2 separate regions of the Sus scrofa genome follow, and region 2 is linked to region 1. The links are chromatin contacts, called in public HiChIP or PLAC-seq maps. All regions are on one chromosome and are shown on one strand. The core of a region is the stretch at or near the end of the contact, and the rest is flanking DNA. Distances in the headings are between cores, read along the strand shown. Region 1 overlaps ADGB (androglobin). Region 2 holds the start of RAB32 (RAB32, member RAS oncogene family).

Region 1 (2,700 bases), core at 95-2,594:
ACTCTGGATTCTTAACCTACTGAGTGAGGCCAGGAATCAAGCTTGCATCTTCATGGACACTGTGTCGGGTTCTTAACCTGCTGAGCCACAGTGGAAACTCCAGGAGAGTGATTAAAAAAGAAAAACTAAGAATTAAAATATTGCAGCCTAGCAGAATAACTCAATTTGTTTATATTGATTCAACATTAGCTATAGCCTTCCCATAGCTAATTTACACTTGCAGTTTTAATGAAGGGTAGTAAAGATTGGGGTGCTGTGGATTATGTATGTATATGTGTGTATATGTATCTGTATATTTCCATTCCAAAAAGTTTAAATTAGCTCTGTTCAAAACCAGCTTTTCTGTGACCTCTTTTGAGTTCATTTCCTTGCTTTTGCCTTTCCTTCCTTTGTCTTTTCTGATCCCTCATTACCTTCTAACTGTGCTCATCCAGTAATGCGTGCTAGAGGTTGTTGCATTAGGGTTCACCGGTCTGTCGCCCGAATGAACAGTGAAGACAAAGCTTCAGTGAACATCCCGAGCTCCAGTTTACCAAGAGCATCCCTGCAAAGCTCATAATAGGCTTTAAGGGATTGGCCCCATGAACCACGGCTTGTAGTCGTATTGATGATGCTTGCTGTGGCTCCTGCTCCCAGTTCAAGTGTTGCTGCTCCTTCATTGCGTGGGACCAGAGAAGCATATCTCAGTCACCGTATAATCCTTAAGTCTCCACGGCACTCAGGATCCTAAAACGGCAAGAGCCACAGAGACTGGAATATTTACCTGTTCCTTTCCTCCTACTTCCAACCATAATTTACATGTTTTTAAGATATAAATAACAACTGTTAACCATGTAATTTTCCTCACATTTGCTTTCTGCCTACATTGACACAACCGGTACAGCTGGTAGCAGAGTGTTTCTAGCACAACATGTATTATCCTTGCCAGGAAAGAACAAAGATTAAAGAAATCTCTGGTTCAGATGTAAAGGAGAAGTGGTCAGTTCATTTTTTTTTTTTTTCTTTAATTAGACTTGTCTGCCTTTCTTCCTCCTGCTTGGTTATTTGAGTTCTTTCTTTACCTTCCTTGAGTTTCTGCCGTATAGGCTGTCGGTGCCAAGAGAGTGCCAATTGCTGCTTTGGGTTCCAAGAACTTTCCAGTTTTCCTCCCTCCCTCCCCCCTCCTTTGCCTTTCCAACCAAAGATCAGCCTTCACAGGATGTTGGAAAGAAAATCTTTTATTTTTTAAATGCTATATTTTAGTTAAATGCATAGATCCACAATTAAAACGGTTCTTCATTCAGAGCATCCAAAAGAGCTGGATGACAGGGAAAATACTGACCATCCAGCTATTCCCTGATTTTGCTATTGACTGTTGCCTCATTCTATGTAAGGGAGGGCTCTGTGGTAAGAAGGGGAAGGAAACCCACGGATCGATGGGATTCCACAACTGCAGTGTCCCACGTGGGGACTCGCAACATAATTGTCTTTCTTAACTCTTTTAGGTTTAATATTTAAAGGGAAAATTAAGAGGAACTGGAGAGATCAATTTAGAAGTTACCCCAGGAAAAAAAAAAAAAAAACACAGGAAATCACGGGCACTGTCTCACTTCCTTCTGCCCAGTGGGCAGCCTTTCCACTGCTGCAAGAGTTGTTGTTTAAAATGTCATGCCTAGGAGTTCCCGTTGTGGCGCAGTGGTTAGCACATCTGACTAGGAACCATGAGGTTGTGGGTTCGATCCCTGGCCTTGCCCAGTGGGTTGGGGATCTGGCATTGCCGAGAGCTGTGGTGTAGGTTGCAGACGCAGCTCGGATCCTGTGTTGCTGTGGCTCTGGCATAGGCTGGCGGCTACAGCTCTGATTCCACCCCTAGCGTAGGAACCTTCATATGCCGCGGGAGCAGCCCCTAGAAATGGCAAAAAGACAAAAACAAAAACAAAAAAGTCATGCCTAGTGTTTACTTTCAGTGCTCACCGTGTTAGTGCATGGCTGTGTGCCCCATACACTGAGCATCTACTTCTCTGTCAGCTTCAGACTCCTCTGGGAATATCCACAGCTCTTTTCGAGACCTCCTGCTTTCTTTTCTGCTTCTGACCTTTACTTCCACTACTATATCCATGTATTAGTCCGCATTTTTTTCCTGTCCTAAGCAATGGTGTTACAGAGGTTAACCCAAAGAAGACATTTTTTACTACAAAACTTGTCTAGAAAGTCTTTCGTGCACTTGAAATAGCAGCAAATGCCAGTAATAACTCTACAAGACGTTGCTGGCTTTCTCCCTTGAGACTTCATCCTTTCATGTTGTAAATCTGGAAAGCAACTAAGTAGACTAAAGAAATCTAGTATTGGCAGGATCCATAAAGCCTTTCAATAAAAAAAAAAAAACTTTATGTATCCTAGTACATTTCTATTTAACTCACTGAAATTTGCTGGGTAGTTAATCTAATCAGTGCTATGTTAAATGTTAAACTGTACATATAATCTTGGAAGACTAAAAAAAAATATATCACTATATTTTTCTTTTTAGAAGTAGTAATAAAGAAGCCTGAACAGTTCCTTGAGATTTCAAGTCCGTTTTTAAACTATAGAATGCCTCCATTTACAATTCCAACAGAAACGTAAGTACAAGGACATTCTTTCCTACAAAATACGTCTTGTTAACACATGCAGCTTTTTGTTATTTGTGCGGTTAAAAATGAATGCTGGAGTTCCCGTCGTGGC
Region 2 (2,700 bases), core at 122-2,621, 130 kb before region 1:
AACACCACAATTCTATTCCTAATGTCAGCGGAAATCTAGGAGAGCTAAAAAAAAAAAAAACAAAAAAAACTCATACAAGTCTATGGTAATATGTACCTATGGAACAAGATGTTGCATTTATGGCAGTAATTGGCAGATTTCCTCTTTCCCCAAGCTGGAGGCATATTGGAAGGTTTCTCTAGTCGAGTGAACATAAAAGCCATAAGCTGGTTGGTCATGAAATGTTTTTAGAGACATATCCATGATTTTTCAATAGCTATTCTACTAAAGGTTTTACTCCCACTTTGACTTCTAAATTTTAAAACGCCTCCACCTCTGAAAAACATTTTTCATGATTGTCAGAGTGAGGATAGGGCGGGCAGCCGCTCTGGTTTATTTAAGGAAGCTACCGCAGCATAACAGCTCCAGGTGTTTCTAAATATTTTGGGGGAGGGCAACCCTCGATTTTATAAACACAGCAGGCGAAGTCAGGCTTCCTGCCTTTCTTTTTGAAAGTAAAAGCCCTCGATGCTATCAACTATTTTTCAATCAATTCTTAGGATCTATCTCAGAGTCTCTACCACCTAAACACTTTAAAAAGGCTTTTGCGGTTTGTTGGGGACGTAAAATAAGATCGTTTAGAGACCTCGCGCTGTCTTCCTCAGACTCCCTCCTTCATTTATACTAAGAGCGGTATCACAACTTTGTCAAGTTCAGAGTAGGTCGCCCACCTTTCGCACTTCTAAAAGTGGGCAGCTGGAGGTCCATCAAGCAAATGATATACAAGCGTTAAACTCCCTCAGGGCAGAGCCAGGAAAGGAAGCTGATTCCCAGGCCAGCACCTTCCCGGCTGGGGCCGCTCCCTGGACGACCACCTCTCGCCCTGCGCGCCCCGCCGGCTGGCTTTCACCGCTCGATTCGGTGGCCTGGGCACTTTTACCCGCCGACCTTGACCCGCCCAGGCTCCGGGCCCGCTCGCCATCGGCCCCGGGTTCTCGGCTTCCGCGAGGCCAGCAGGGGGCGGCCGAGCTCAGCGCCGCCCCGAGGAGTAGGAAAGCCCGGGGAGAGGAAGTGCCCCGCGCCCTAGCCCGGCCCACCCGCAGCGCAGCGCAGGCGGCGGGTAGCGGCCTCCTCGCCGGGACCTCCCCCGCCAGGCCAGCCCCCGGCCCTTTCCCCGCCCCCGGCGTTTGCCAGCGGCGGCGGGTTCCAGGTCCTGTGACCGGTCAGGCGGTGCGGCGGCGCGGCGAGAGGACGGCCGGCCTCGGGGAAGTTTCGACGGCCGGCAGGGGCTCCGAGGGCGCCGCGGGGAGGTTTCGGCCGGGAGGGGGCCCCGGTGCGGAGCCCGAGCTCGCCGAGGACGGCCGGCCGGCTGAGCGGGGCCGGGCACGCTCATGGCGGGCGGCGGAGCTGGGGACCCCGGCCAGGGGGCGGCGGCGGCGGCCGCCGCGGCGCCCGAGACCCGCGAGCACCTCTTCAAGGTGCTGGTCATCGGCGAACTCGGCGTGGGCAAGACCAGCATCATCAAGCGCTACGTCCACCAGCTGTTCTCCCAGCACTACCGGGCCACCATCGGGGTGGACTTCGCCCTCAAGGTCCTCAATTGGGACAGCAGGACGCTAGTGCGCCTGCAGCTGTGGGACATCGCGGGTAAGCGGGTGGCGCGAGCCGCGGACGGAGACCCCGAGGCAGGGGGGCGGCGGCCTCCGGGCAGGGGGCGCGCGCCGGGATTCCCAGCCGTCGGTTGGGAGCCAGGGCCTTTCGGCTCCTTTTGCCCTCCTTTCTAACTCTGTCCTCAGCCTGAACTCGCCTGCCTGTCTCTGTTTAGAAGAAAGGGACGAAATCACTTAGAAAGATGGAAGGGGTTGTCCTGTGGCCTCCAGTGAGATCAGGAGAGTGGAACGGGCAGTAGAAGTTGAAGAATTTAAAAGCAGGACAAAATAAATACTTGGTAAATGAATAACCCTGGTTAGATGCCTCAGCTCAGTCTGTAGATCGCTCTCTAGTTTTTTGCGCGTCGGCCCCTCTACTCCGGCCGTCACTTGACCAGGGGTGGGTGGGCAGCCATGGGAGCTTGTCCTGAAGTTTTAACTCTGCATCTTGGCCAGGAAAAGTGAGGGGAGAGGACTGGCTCCTTGTTAGCTTTAACATTTCACAGTTAAGAGCTGAGGTTCTGAGGGGTTGAATAGCTTACCCAAAGTTACACACCTAGTCACACCTAGTTAGTAATACAACCCAAACTAGAAATTCTAGCAGGTTCCTTTTCAGGTTTTCAGTCACCCACCTTGGGTCTGAGACTTTTCATTTGAGTAAAATCCCATTCCTCATATATCATGCTTTCACTCCAAAGGCAGGCCACCCAGGAGCGGACTTGGGAATGCTCTCTTGAAACCTCACTTCCTCCCTTCTCCGCCAACCTTAACTCCGCACCTGCCTCCCCTCCCCCCAGTATTTGGCATTTGCTTTCCCTTGTCATTTTGGAGCATAATACCTCTCTGCTGGGGGAAGGTGCATATTCTTCTTGCACTAACATATGAAAACTTGAACTCTGGCTGGTGTGTGGGGTGGGATGTGCGCCTTTAAAAAGATGTTAACTTTCAGTGGTTCAGTGGTTATCCATGGTAAGAAGCTCAGTCTGCAATAGGTGTCTGTATGGGAGCATGTCAGGGCTGGCGAGGCTATCCTTCGTCCTCCAGATGCATAAAACTGCGGCAGGTAGAAGAT

Evidence for each region. HiChIP or PLAC-seq counts read pairs in DNA pulled down with a chosen protein or histone mark.
Region 2: an H3K27ac HiChIP or PLAC-seq map of alveolar macrophages shows a contact between it and region 1. The contact joins the promoter of RAB32 here to the enhancer-like site in region 1. A contact is called at or near these places in 4 of 5 promoter capture datasets (fetal liver, fetal skeletal muscle, liver and 1 more), 26 of 47 Hi-C or Micro-C datasets (adipocytes, adipose tissue, alveolar macrophages and 13 more) and 2 of 2 datasets of contacts at active chromatin or transcription factors (alveolar macrophages and skeletal muscle).

The regions. Positions count from the first base shown.
Region 1 is chr1:18,962,260-18,964,959 of Sscrofa11.1, reverse strand. It overlaps ADGB (androglobin), which reads left to right. Exons shown (of 34, transcript XM_021072116.1): 11 at 2,507-2,597. Among named protein-coding and RNA genes, the nearest start is that of ADGB, 67 kb to the left of the region's middle. Within about 2 kb of position 1,344, at least 3 of the 83 cell types and tissues checked have an H3K27ac peak or open chromatin away from gene starts, as enhancers often do. A contact at or near this core is called in alveolar macrophages, where this site is marked.
Region 2 is chr1:19,096,318-19,099,017 of Sscrofa11.1, reverse strand. RAB32 (RAB32, member RAS oncogene family) reads left to right here and starts at 1,371. Exons shown (of 3, transcript NM_001123176.1): 1 at 1,371-1,626. The coding sequence starts at 1,371.